Linked DNA regions of Rattus norvegicus: region 2 is linked to region 1. The links are chromatin contacts, called in public Hi-C maps. All regions are on one chromosome and are shown on one strand. The core of a region is the stretch at or near the end of the contact, and the rest is flanking DNA. Distances in the headings are between cores, read along the strand shown.

The links. A called contact is a pair of places that touch in the nucleus more often than the background predicts.
Region 2: a Hi-C map of Schwann cells shows a contact between it and region 1, with 11 times the contacts expected there. The contact joins two enhancer-like sites. A contact is called at or near these places in 2 of 12 Hi-C or Micro-C datasets (Schwann cells and mammary epithelial cells).

What each region holds. Positions count from the first base shown.
Region 1 is chr19:30,453,211-30,460,294 of GRCr8, forward strand. No RefSeq gene overlaps it. Among named protein-coding and RNA genes, the nearest start is that of Irx6, 53 kb to the right of the region's middle. Within about 2 kb of position 2,446, at least 40 of the 93 cell types and tissues checked have an H3K27ac peak or open chromatin away from gene starts, as enhancers often do.
Region 2 is chr19:31,653,546-31,660,629 of GRCr8, forward strand. The region is part of intron 8 of Fto (FTO, alpha-ketoglutarate dependent dioxygenase); the gene reads right to left. Among named protein-coding and RNA genes, the nearest start is that of Fto, 210 kb to the right of the region's middle. Within about 2 kb of position 3,281, at least 11 of the 93 cell types and tissues checked have an H3K27ac peak or open chromatin away from gene starts, as enhancers often do.

The DNA of each region.
Region 1 (7,084 bases), core at 1,196-3,695:
TTTCCCAGGATGACCTCATTTGTGCGGGGACTCAGGTCAGTCACTATCTTTGCCGCTCACCATCCTGGCCTTCCTTTCTCTTTGTCCCTTCTCAGCTGACCTATTTCTGGTGCTTAATTACAGTCCTGCTATGCAGACAATGGCGATGCCATCCTTCTCAAAAGATGATTGTGTCTGCTTGCTCTTTTGTCCCGAGCGGGGAGACAGGCAGCCCATCTGATCATCAAAAGGAGGGCTGTTAGTTGGCAGCCATTTCAGGAGGTGTTGAATGATGCTGGCTGTCACCGCCCTTACGGCTCACCCAAGTATCGGGTGCGGCTTCCGATTCGCTCGCTCCCCGAAGGATATCCTATTAAACTTATTACACTCTTTAGACCCGAGTGCTTTACTTAAAACAAAGCAAAAAACTCTTTTCAGCATGTACTTGAGTATTTCGTGTGTGTGTGTGTGTGTGTGTGTGTGTGTGTGTGTGTGTGTGTGTGTGTATGCACGTGTGTGTTTTAATGACAGGAAAGGAGAGCTTTGCCCAGCAGGAACAAATTTAGGCCCTCAACAATTGTGCTTGGAACTATGCTCCTGTGTTCAGCTGGAGGAGGTGCAGCAGCTCAGCAAACTGCGGACTTTGCCGGTCTCCATTGGCAACACAAACGCAAGACACTGAAACTTTTCAAGGCCCTTCAAATTCCACAAGACCTAGGGTGCCAAGTCAGGGCAGGAAGCCATCAGCCCCAAAGGCAGGAAAGAATAGCAACAACTAAAAATAAATAATATTGTTACATACAAAACTAGAGATATTGTATTTTTAACAGCCAAAAAAATTATAGGCAGTGTGGAACATGAGTATATTTTGATATACATGATACTGCCCAAGGGCATTCAAGAGAAGGCTTGGCAGGCTAGTGGGGGAGGGGGCTTTGAAGGGCTGCTGGCCACAGGTTTGTCTTTCTCCTTTCTCTATCTTTTGGCTTCCTAGAAGCCATCTGGAACGACCCAAAGAGAAGCCTTTTGTATGGTTCAGGAGAGCTTTTATTTCCCGTCATAAATCAGAGAATTGGAACTCCAGTGGCAAGAGGAAGATTTAAGAATTAAAATGATGAAAACTTACAAGATCTTCCCAACAGGATGGTAATTGCACCACTAATCCCTTTTGTTGCAGAAGCTTCTGTATTTGGGTGACCTTGGCTTCCATTATGTACTGTTACCTTTGGCTCGGAATCTATAACTCAGGGGACTATTAATTATCTCTCCGTAAGTGCTGGCAAGAGTGAGGGGCTTTCTAAGAGTAAATGCCTTATCGATACCGAGTGGAGTGGCTCGGCCACTAGACGGCTCTTATCAGCGATTAGAGTTCAACAGCCCACCCTCAAAGCCTCAAAGCCAGGAGATTACTCCTGCCTGGGCTCCCGCACCAACTCAAACTTTTCTGATCACCACAACCTGTCCGTGATTTGCTCCAGCTCGTAAAACAAAAGAGTTTATATATGCAATTTAAACACACCCCCCTTTTTTTTAATCACCCAAATCCCTGGGGCTGTATTCTTCAGCTAAGAGTTGGATAAAGATAAAACACTCTGTTTTTAAATATTGCTTTTTCGGAGTGGTTTTTTTCCCCCAATGTATAGTTTAAGTTCACAGAATCATATCTTTTTATCTTTTTTTTTCCTTTTTTTTTTTTAACAGGAGCATGGGAAGGGAAAGCATAGACAATCCCAGTTCAGTAAAATGTTCAGTATGTTGGGGGTTACACAGAGGTTTTTGTTTTTATTTTTAGTGTGTGTGTGTGTGTGTGTGTGTGTGTGTGTGTGTGTGTGTTAGAGAGCATCTCGTGTCAAAGGAGTGCATTTCATTTCCCATCTTCGTCTTTAAAGGCCTCACTCAAATCTGGGTTCTGGCTACTCCACGGCATCCCCGGGAGACTTTTACCCTTCGATTTTAATCTTTAGTTACAGCCGAAGAAGAACGATTCCAACTCCGAGAAGTTCTCAGCAGTCATGCCTAACCCCAAAGCCAAATTTCCATTTTCCCTCCTAATGCCCTAATTGAATTTAGGCCCCGCCGGTTGTGTTTTGCATAGGCACCCACCCCACATCAATGGCACCCGTTCAAAAGGAGACTTATGGAGTGGATCAGATAAATAAGGACTGCAAATGTGCTGATTTACCCCAGCTTGTAAAACAAAACAATTTACGTATACAATTGAGACATTCTTTCTAGTTTTTCATAAACCACATCCCTTGGGTGTATAATTGAGATTTCCTTGCCACCCAGAGAGGGTGAGATAGTCCTCCGGGGCTTTATTCCTCTTATGTCTGAGAGCCGGCTGGAGCTCGCGCTGGGAGCTGCTTCCTGCTCCGCAGAAAGAGGTGCAACAGCCTGGGTTGGTCAGTGTTGCTGCGGCTGCAGCTTCCGTCAAGTGCTAGACCCAGTCCACGACGCTAGGGAGCAGGCTGACACCAGGATACGGCAGGCACCGTGTCTGGAAAGGCAGAAGCCCCAGCAAGCCGTCTGTTTCTGTAGGCTGCGAGAAGGAAAAGGAGAGCCCAAGGAGGCCATGGGCTATGCGCTGCAGCTCTTGCCAGCTCGAGCTATGCTGTGCTGTGAGATGTAAAGGCAGCTCACACAGAGGGATACTTTCTGTGGCTGAGCCCTGTGGCAGAGGAGCAGACCTTTCCTACAGGGGAAGCTGTGGCCGTTTGCTTCAGAGACCGGAACACTTTTTCCCAATTGGTTCCAGAAGAGTAACAATAACGTGACTGACTCATTCTACCAGGGGAGGAGACAGAAAAGGGTAGAACTTCGGAATCAGGTCCTGTGATGGACTATCAGAACACAGTTGAAACAAATAAATTAGATTGTCAAGTAGAAAAGGCAAATTGGAGAACCATGGAGGCGCATGTGGGTGTTAGGCATTGGCTATGACTGGGTGCACCAGGAAAACATAGAATCAGAAGCTAGAAGGCAGTCCAGGCGCTGGGGAAGGAAGAGAAGAAGGTTAAGAATCTGAACAAGAGGGGTTTGGGGATTTAGCTCAGTGGTAGAGCGCGTTCCTAGCAAGGCCCTGGGTTCGGTCCCCAGCTCCGGAAAAAAAAAAAAAAAAGAATCTGAACAAAAAAGAATCTGGATGTAAAGTTTATTCCTCTTATGTTTTATTGTTTTATTTCTTACCAAAATAAGCCAAGGCAAATATGACTAGGGAACTTGCATTTTTATGACTTCACACTTTTTATATTTAAAGCAATATGTTTTCTAGGAAAAAATAACCTGATGTATATACAGGCCACTTTGAATATGGCTCAAACCTTAGGTCTAAAACCCCAGCCAGAATACAGCTCAAAAGTTATAGAAGTCATTCACCTTTCTAATTTCAAATTGCACCATTTGGGTGTAATCGAGTCTCTTTTCTCCTCCGCCCCTCTCCTTTTAGTCAAATTAAACTTATTGATTAGAGCCCATTAGTATGTAATGGATTGTTAATTTGACTCTTTTTACAAATCATATTTATCTGCACCAATAAAATATTTGGATTTAACATTCATAGATCACATTTATGGTGACGCTGATTGAAGGCCAAGCAATTGGAAGGGGAAGCAGACACCTTGTCCTTCGTGCACGCCAGGGAAGTGTGACTTGGTGCCCTGAACACAGGTGGACACTTAGGAGTGAGGTGAATTGCAGAGAAGGAAAGACAGTTGCCCCCTCCCCCTCTTTTTTCCAAGCTGGAAAGCCCACATAGTGTTTGCATATTCTTCTGCTGAAATGGGGGCACCCCAGGGTGTTGCTACTGAAGTTATTAAACTGTTGCTGTAAAACTACCTGTTAGGAACAACAACAACAACAACAACAACAACAACAACAACAACAACAACAAAAAAAAAACCCGGCTGAACATCCACTCAAACTGAGGGACCCCACACTCGTCTCTCCTGTAGAGAGAAGGGGGCTGAAGAAAGTGTGACCCACCTTCCTCTGTCCCTTCCGGTAGAGAGCACTTAGCAAGGAAGCTGCTTAGAGGGAAAACAAACATGGTTTTTGTGTATTTTAAATAGAAATCAACTGAATCCCGCCGATGACGAGGCTTTTGGGAGTACGGGGTGTAATACTACACATCACTGCCCGTTACAGTGTGTCTAGTCTTTGCGTAAACCTGGAGTGACAAGAAAACATCCACTTAATGAATCCAACAGCAGGCACATCAACCAGTGGAGGTGGCTGCCATCCCAAAGCCCAACACTGGTAAGCTTTCTGGGGTTGCCAACGGCATCTTCTGCCCTGAGTCTTTCTGGAACAGAAAATTTGACATCTGAATTCATGTAATGTTCATTGATGGGAGCTGTGGTTTCCCTGAGGGAATAATATCCCTCCCTCCGTAAGTCCCTCCCTCTGTCCCTCCCTTCATTCCCCCCCTTGTTGTCCCCCCTCCCTCTTTTCCTTTTTTTTTTTTTAAGTTTTCCTGTCTGTAGCAGTCTTGACACTTACGGTTTTTGTTTGCCTGCTTGCTTGTTTTCCTTTTGCCAGCTACCTCAAACCTATTGAGGAGGAGAGCAGCCGTGCGTTTTAAATGAATAAAACACAAATACACGCTCTTCCTGATCGTGGCCATATCCCATTATAAAGATAGAAGGAAGGTACGGTCAAAATTTCTTTGTCACTCTCAGGACTGTCCTATCAATGTTGTATAAAGCAAGTAAGTCATTGGCTAGGTTTTTGAATTCCTTTTATTATTTCAAGGATTTGAGGCTAATGCGGGCTATAACAGGAGCTGACCTGTAAAAGTAAAATTTCTTTGTTTGAAAAGTGAGAACAACAAATCTTCCCAGACGTGATGTGACAGCCTGGGTAATAAGCAGCCCACGATCTTTGCAGACACGCAGAGAGTGGGACCGACCATTAAACACGGAGCTTGATAGCCCCAACTCCCCTCCCCCATCCCTGATAGCCAACTACCATAGGAAGTGTACCAGGCCAATTGTCGAGTCATATCACCAAGTACAGGAAATTTCCATTTGTCATTTAACAGCCATTTGTCACACACAAGGTGCCCTGAATAAGAACTGTGATTTTTTTCCCCCTCCTTACGTCTCTTCTAAGACTGCATGTCCTTTTGCCAGGATGAAATGACCTAATTTTTGAAGCGGTAACCTTTATTATTTTTTTTTAGCTCCATTAACATGCAACTTTTCATACTGAAAACCTTTATAATCTTGCCCCTAAGAAACTCAGCCTGCCTCACAGGCAATCATTATCTTGGGTTAAGTATGTGGGCCGTGGCACAGGATTCACTGGATTCAGCACAAATTTGGTGAGAGAAACAGAGCCAGCCTGTAGTAAAGGCTCTAAAACCCTGCAGGAGTCCACTTGTTTATCTCCCTGTGGTTCCCCGGGTAAAAGATATATTCTTTGATTATACAGTAAATTTAGGGGTTAGAATTATTCTGAAAATCTCTCTCTCTCTCTCTCTCTCTCTCTCTCTCTCTTTCTCTCTCTCTCTCTTTTAGATTCAATTGATAAGATATAATTACCCACTTAAACATACAAAGCCCGGTACCATCCGTCCCTTAAGAACATTTGTAACAACCCATAAAGGTACAGTGTAGAATCTTAATGTCACCCGCCATATTGTCCTGTCACGGCTTCTCTGCCTCCTTTCTCTCTCCTGTCTCCTCCTTTCTGTTCTAGTCTCCTCCTCTTCCTTCAACTTCTGTCCCGCCCATCCTTCCTTCTCATCCAATGACAGGCCTCCTTCTATCCTGTACCTGCCCCTCACCTGTACTTTACAAATTCAGTGGGGAGAAGGTTCTGGTGAAGTCACCTGAGTCCTGAGTACAAGACTAGGCAGCTGTCCTTGGGACAGTGGAATTAGCATCAAAATACAGATAACTTCAGGGCAAACCACAGCATTTCCCCCTTTTTGTCCAGTTAAAAAGCCTTTCCACTTATATATAAATTGAGTGCAATTATTACTATTCTACAATTTATAAAGCGTATGACATACTCAACACCCAGTCCATCACTGTATCAGTTAAACAGAAACATTTAGTTGTTCATTCCAGCTTAAGAAAAGCTTAAAATCTATATTATATCTTCGGCTAGCTTCTATACCATCTGATAACTATCTAAGAAAATATGCATATTCAGAGTTATACAGCCTGATAGGCTATACTAAGTGACTTCCAACTGTAGCAACGTGGTTCTAGCATAGCTGGGGGATTAGATGTGAAACTCTTCTGGTGTTTACTTTGACTATTATAAGGACTGAGTAATACATTTTTAAAACATATAAAAATACAAAAGGATTATTTAGTAAACTATACCACAAGGCAGCTGTCTTCTGTGACATTCAAGGTATCTTGAGTTGCTAAACGCCGTGAGATTGAAAACTAATTTTAAGAGTCAAATAACTTTGACTTTGAAAGCCACCTAATGGTCTATGAGGTCTGAGGTCTGGAACTCGTTTTTTATTTCTGTATTTGAATGTGCCTCACCCCGGGGTTGACAAGAGCAAGTTCGTATGGGTGCCTAATGGTGTATCATAGAGGATTTAACTTAATTCCACCATAATGAATTAATTCTCTCAGTGACACTGATTTGATGACATCACCTTGGCCAAGATTCAGCAATTCCAAACTCTGAGTTATACCCGTGAAGCCTAAAACTGAAAGTGAAGAGGTGGTTTGGCTTTGAGTCCTTGTGAACTCTGTCAGTGAGGGGACGAATGAGGAGGACATTGATTATTCTGAGTAGATGAGTTAAAAATAAAAATCCCAACACTGGTGAGGAAATTGGATTCAGCATTCTCTTAAATTGTCCCCCAGAGATCTTCACTTTACAAACAAGGAACCGAGTTGAGTTAAGAGAAGCCTCGCATGGGGGTTGCCTCTTATTAGCAGATGTTGCTTGTGCCCTCGTTAGTCACTGTAAAGAGGGACGGCAAGGTGCCACCTCTGTTGTACTGCAGGAGAATATTTTCACCAACTTGGTAAAGGGGGAATGGGTGTAAAACTACTCATGCTGCATTTTCCAGGACTGGGTTTGATTTCCTTTTGGGTTTGTTTGTTTTGTGGAACGGAGGGGACGGTGCATCCTA
Region 2 (7,084 bases), core at 2,031-4,530, 1.2 Mb after region 1:
AGCCTTTCTCCTCCATGACAGCCTGGGCCTACCCTCTTAAACCTGACCCACCATAATTCCTTCACAATGCAGCAGCTAGGCAGCTGACAGTAGCAGCTGCAGTTCTAAGCGAGATGGATGGAATTTTCATAACTGGTTCCCCAAGTTACATTTTACCTTCAAGATAATTTATGAGCTGCTATGGAGCCTTGAAGAGACAATATGCTTGCCATAAAATTAACTCTAACAGTCTTGTAGGTTATAATTAACACTGGGAGGGTAACGCCAACTGGACGAAACACATGGCATAATTGATGGTGAAACAGGGACCGGAGGAGGCTAGCAGTGTGATTGCCGTGTGTGTGTGTGTGTGTGTGTGTGTGTGCGCGCGCACACACACACACACACACACACACACACACACACACACACACTCAGCACAAACTGGGCTTTTCTGAGGCTTCATGGTAGTCACTTTGCAGGCCTCATGTACAGGGACAGAAGAAGCCAAGCCGGACAGGAAGGTGGGGGGGGGGTGGTTGTGGCTAAACCATGGGGCAAGTGGGTAGAGCCACAGAGCAGAAGGGGATGGGCACCAAACCAGAGGCTATCAGGGAGCTGGGTGGTATAGTGACACCTCAGCCCCCTCACCCCCACCCCAGGGGAGCCTGCCAGGAACTACAACTGGCACAAACAGACAAACACCATTGGCAGTGAAGGATGCACAAAAGGTAGAGAATCAAGATTTCTGAAAAGGTTCTTCCAGGAAATCTTTTCAACAGTGCGGGCATATCTCAGGAGCCCATGAAGGTGATCAACAAAACATGGATGTTTATTAAATTACAAAGTCCAGGGGTGGCAACAGAGGCGGCTCATCAGAAGTCATGCCAATCACTGTGTTTTCCCTGACACGGCAAGCCGGTTCCGTCTGTGCCTGGAATCCTGAGCTGCCCGAGCAACCGACACCAGAGAAGCCACACGCAGGCCTGAAACTGGGACCCGTCAAACGGTTTTAATGAGCAATTTTCAGGTGACTGGCCTATTTTCATTTTCAGATTTGTTTTGTTTTTGTCCTAGGACAAGAGACTGGAGGATTCTGATAAATGATGCAACAGTGTCCCCTACAGGCCGGCAGTGCTGTTCTCCCCCACCCTGGCACTTTCGAAACCCGAAACCAGTTAAACTTTTATCTATAACCTGGAATATTCATTCCAAAGTAAATTTGTAAAATACACTGGGGACACCCCTAAGATAGAATAAAATTACTATTCTTCACATGTAGTAAGTTGTTTCCTAGATATAAACATACTGTGCAGCTGATGGAGCAGAGAAATCGCTCCCCTCCACCTCAGGGCACCTGCTCGACTCGGCCTTGATTAACACAGCCCCGAAATTACCTGACCTGGAAGGTGTACAGGGTCTTGCAGGCTAAACTTGGATGTTCTCATCTTCCTCCCCACTCTCTTCTGAAAAGATTGCGATCAATACAAAAGAAACAACATAGCTATAACAGGTGGAGACTTCCCATTAAAAGACTAATGGCGGCGAGACTCATACAGCATGGGCTGCAGACAACTGCCTCACGGAGAGATGCACTCAGAGCTGGAAGGGGGAGGTGTGTTCAGCTGGCAGAGGAAATACCGATTTACGGACACACACCTGCTTACCTCCACAGCAGGGAAGAGCCTAAAGCACTGGATGTCCTGTACCGTGAGACTGAAGTCAACATACTGAAGCATGCGAGTGGCTGGGTGACATGTGTGTGACGGCTTGGCCGCTGTGCTCCCAGCAGTGGAGCCTGGCATGCTGGCTTAGGTTGCATCTCTACTACTGACCAGCAGCTGCCCTGGGCGAGGTGCTCTGTGTCCTGTGCTGCAATCTCGTCACAGAGAACACCGAACATTTCCTGGAGCTTCAGAAGTTCTCAGCTAGTTCTGGCTGTCACTAGGGCTAACAGTGGCTCCACCCCAGATTTTAAGGAAAGAACGGAGAAAGCCATGTCCATGATTGCTGCTCTTGAGGATCTTTGACCCAGGCTGGAGGATGCCCTCTGCCTGGAGGTCATGTGGATCAAGACGCTGTATTTTAGGTGAAGTTGAATTGATCCAAAATGCCTGTGGACTGCCTAGATTTTTACGCCCAGATGCTAAGGAAGCTTGGAGCCATACGTACATCTGTCAATTATAGGTAAGAATACCTAGCCCAAGCCCAGAGAAGAACTAGCCCAGGTTAGGCTTCCTCTCCAAACCCCATTCAGCAGTACCAGGTCTGGGTACTTGCTGGCATCAAGTGGGACTTGGCATCAAGACACTTTGTCAAAGGAGAGGGCAGTTTGAAAGACGGACTGCGTTCATTCTTCACTTTGTTCTTTTGGTCCATCTGGACCCTATTCTATTGCCGTGAGAAGACACCATCATGGCCAAGGCAACTTATAGGAGAGAGCGTTTAAACTGGAGGTACATGACTCCAGGATCAACATGGCAGGAAGACATGGTGCTGGTGCAGTAACTGAGAGCTGGGCATTTGATCCTTGAGGAGGAGCCATACAGACTGAACCTGGCAAGGGTCTTTTGAAACCTCCAGATCTACCCTACCTTCCCTGACAAGGTCACACCTCCTCCAAGACCACATCTCTTCCAAGGCCTCACCTCTTAATCCTTCCAGAACAACTGGGAATGAGACATTCAAACACACAAGCCTACGAGGGTCATTCGCATTCAAACTTCCACCTGACCTATGATGAGGATGACCTTACGGAGTACCTCATGTGTGTCGGGTTTTTGTCCTAGGTGTTTTACAGTAGGTCCCACCATTATCCCCAGGTAAATTACTAACAGAAGAAGTGAGGTTCAGAGGAAGCTGAGTAACATGTCTAGTACGATCTTCAGTTGTGCCTTTCCTAGAGTTAGGAAGTGGAGCCAAGTTCAAGCCCCGACGGTATGATTTGGATCCTACATGGACAACCACTATGTCATCGTCACACAATTTGCTCTAGGAAAAAAACCTGCTTTGTCCTACATTCAAAACTGAGAATGAGGAATCTCATGCAAGGTTCTATCCAAAGCCCTATACCATATTAAACATGGTTTTCTTTCCTTCCTGCTTATTCTCAAGGGTGGGCAGTTTATTTACCAACCAGCAGCCAGCACGGTGTTGCAGAGGATGGGTAATCCTCACAGAGGCCGGCTTACTGTGAGTCACTCTAGAGCACCTGAGGAGAATCCCCATCTTTCCTCTCTGGGACCCGGGTTTCCATGAAGTTGTGACTCATTCTCTTTCTGTGTATTTGTTGCTCTGTGTTACACAATCCCCTTCTAATCAGGGGTTACTCATCACTGCTGCCCCAGGGTCTAGGACAGTACCAGCTAGGAACTCAGTAAATATTTACAGAACCGACAAGTGACTCACACCAGTCACAGCAACAATAACAACCATTGATAAAGGACAGCCCATTGTCACCCATAATCCCCAACACCTATGTCACAGGTGTGGTTTTACAAGTGCTCTCTTCAGGGGGATTTCCCAATACAACACTTGGACTCAACTTAAACCTTTCTTAGAGTGAAGGTGTTAAAAGGTGGCAAATGTCTGGGAAAGTAAGCTGTAGCCAGGGAGCAGGTAAGTGACAATTAGTGTGGAATCCCTGGGCCGGTGCTCCTGAGGATACTGCTGTTCTCTGGGGGCCTCTACAACTACAAAGGAAAGAGTCATCTCAAGTGACCACGTATGGGGAAGCCCAGACAGGACAATTTGCTATCTTTAAACTGAACGGGATGGCTTTGGTTCAGATCTGTTGAGAGCTGTTTACTCAGCTCTGTGCATTTTACAGACACACTATGCAGGCTCGCCCAGGGTAAACAGTGCCTACCACCCTCCCACCCCCAAGGAGAGGAGAAGCTCTCCGTAAGGAGGAGGCAGCTCTTCAGTTATGCCCACGGCTGTCTTTCCAAAGCCTGGAGCAGGGCTTGGAGAACAGCAGCCCCCCAGGAAATACCTGCTGAATAAGCCGATGAGTGAGTAACTCTTTTCTCACACAAGTTAAGAAGTACTGTCCAGAAGATCAGCCAACGACTCATCATAATCAGCAGCCTGGCAGAGCTCCAGCTCGCCGGCCCACACGTTGATTTTATAAGTAAGATATGCAGAAGCCAATTGGCTTCTGTCCCCGTAAAGCTGTTCCAATGATAGTAACAATGGCAGTAATAACAACACCACTGCCCACCTAAAGGTCAGCTGCTGCCTCTTGGACAGAAGGTAACATCAGTCCTTACTCTCCTTGAATATAATGTTCTAATCCCTACATTTATGAGGGGCTTGATGGCGTTATCAGTTTTATGGAGTAATCCGGTTCAAGGACACCAAGGATGTTCTTTTGCTGAGGGTGGGAGAGACCAGAGACAGGAGAAGGACAGACACACTAAAGAAAAAACTAACAACAACAACAACAACAACAACATAACCAATGGCTCTTGGTAGGCCAGTGCCTCCCAGCTTCTCAAGCCTCCCTTGTGTATTCCTAGTGCCGTCCTGATTCATCTTTGGCAAAGTATAGTGACTTACAAACTCATGCTAAAACTCCTAGTGCCCAGCTAGCTAGCTGTCCAAAGAATCAGCCACTCTCTGGAGCATGAAGGGCATCATCAGACGTAGTCAGATGACACGGTCACAGTGGATCTCAGTAGGTGAGTGTCTCCACCTCTCAGGGTACCCGAGGGCTAATAACTACACATACTGCTAGCACAACTGGAAGTGAGTTGTGGCCCAAATGGGATGTCACCTAGGCTCAGGATAGCAGTAGGAAACTAGGACAAGGTAGCTGCCCAGAGCAGCCGAGACAGACCTGAAGCCACAGGAGTGGCCCCAATGGACTAAACTCAAACCTCATTCAGAGACACAGCCTTTGAGTGGCCTTTTGAGCCTGACCCAACCTCCCTGACGCGCCATCTTCTCACCAGGACCTACTTCTCTTCCACTCAAGGCAGGGAAGTTAGGAATGACTGGCTCAAGAATGAGACTGTGTTTTTTTGTCTTGATCCTGGCAGAGTCCTCAGTGTCTTCTTTCCCAACTAGCCTATGTCCAAAGCTTTGGGTTCAAGATCTCACCATCTTTCCAGCTGTAAGTGTTCTGCCCTTGACAAGGTCAGAGAAATAACTCCCATTCATCCCCAATATTAGACCTCCTTCTATGTTCAAGGTTCCAACTCAGCAAGGTTAATGACAAGCAACAGCAATAAAGGCACAACAAAAAAACACAAAATACTCAGAAGCACAGGGATAGACTGGGACAGATTTCATGCAGTCCGTTGGAATGCCAGGTGCCTTGGCAGATGCCGGGCACACATCACGAACACTGTCTAGGCCCCTTGCTGGGATGGGACATTATTGCAATGGAAGAGACTATTAAATGCTACAACGATTCTGGCTGCAGGTGTTCTAAGTGTCAGACAAGCTGACAGATACTTTGCTTATCCTGTGATAGAGAAATAAATATGAACACTGAGTCAAGTCAATAGAGAAGAAATATCACTCAGTATGTGTGCACACATGTACACACCTACACATGCATATGTGCATACACATACGTGTGCATGAGTCTGTTATGGGAGATTGAATCCCAGACCTTGCACATGCTAAGAATGCCTGCTATTGAACCAGAGCTATGCTATGCCTTTTCATAACCTGCCAGAATATGCACATGAATACTCAGAGGTGTGTTATTCATAAGAGTCCCAAAGTAAACAACCAGATGTCCGACAGCTGATAACTTAGTAAGTAAAATAAGGCATAATCATAAGATGAAATATCATTCAACACCAGGAAGAATAGAGTACTTACATGTCATGACATGGATAACCCGATATTAGGCTACACAGAAAAAAATTGTGTTTATTTATAAAATCGTTCATAACAGGCCAATTTTTAGATACAGAAAGAAATTAGTATTTGCCAATGACTGTAAGGAAAGGGGAAATTGAGAGTGGTTAGTTCAGACAGCGGGGCTTTGCTTTGGGTAGGGGGTGTGCTGTGACTAGACAGTGTGAGGCCTGCGCAGCCTTGAACCATCACTCCCCGTGTGCTTCATAACAGTGGCTTTTGGGTCAGATGCCATGTTATTCTCTTTGGGTTATATCTCCAGCTTTAACCCCCCCCCCCCATGGATGACCTTGCTCTCATGGCTGTGCTTCCTCCTCATTCAGCAACAAGTTAAGGCAGTGCCTGCCAATGGGCAGCGCTGTTCACTCTCAAGCATTCAGTGGGCGGCCCGAGCCTTCCCATCCCTCCCTGCATACCTTCCTCCCCAGTACACAGTCAAGTCAAATCCAGAGACGTACAGGTTTGGGTGACATTTAGTAGCCTTTGTTTCTATTTCAATATAATTACAGTCTAGGGGAGGCTTCTGTTATCCAGACGATACAGCTCAGAGTCAGGGCTTTCAATGCCACCGCATGCTAGTCTTTTAAGACTGCTATGGTCACACGCTAGCTGAGCAGGTCGCACAGAGCAGCTCCATACTACCCGTGACTGCCTTTCACTGCCTCTCTAGTAACCTGTGATGTCCCCATGCCCATGGAACTGGCTGTAGAGCAGGGTCTCACAGACACAGCATTGTGAAGCATACTACACACACACACACACACACACACTACACACACACTACATACACACACTACACACACACACTACACACACACTACATACACACACTACACACACACACTACACACACACTACATACACACACTACACACACACACTACACACACACATACACTACATACACACATGCACACACACACGCACATACACACACACTACACACACACGCGCACATACACACGCGCACATACACACACGCACACACACACACACTACATACACACACGCACACACACACAGATGCTTGCTAAGTAAAACTGTTCTTGTCTCAGAAAGCAGAGTCATGAGGTGACACGCACACGCACACACACTATACACACACACATGCACACACACACTACACACACACACTACATACACACACACACATACACACACAGATGTTTGCTAAGTAAAACTGTTCTTGTCTCAGAAAGCAGAGTCATGAGGTGACTGTCATCTTTGCAGA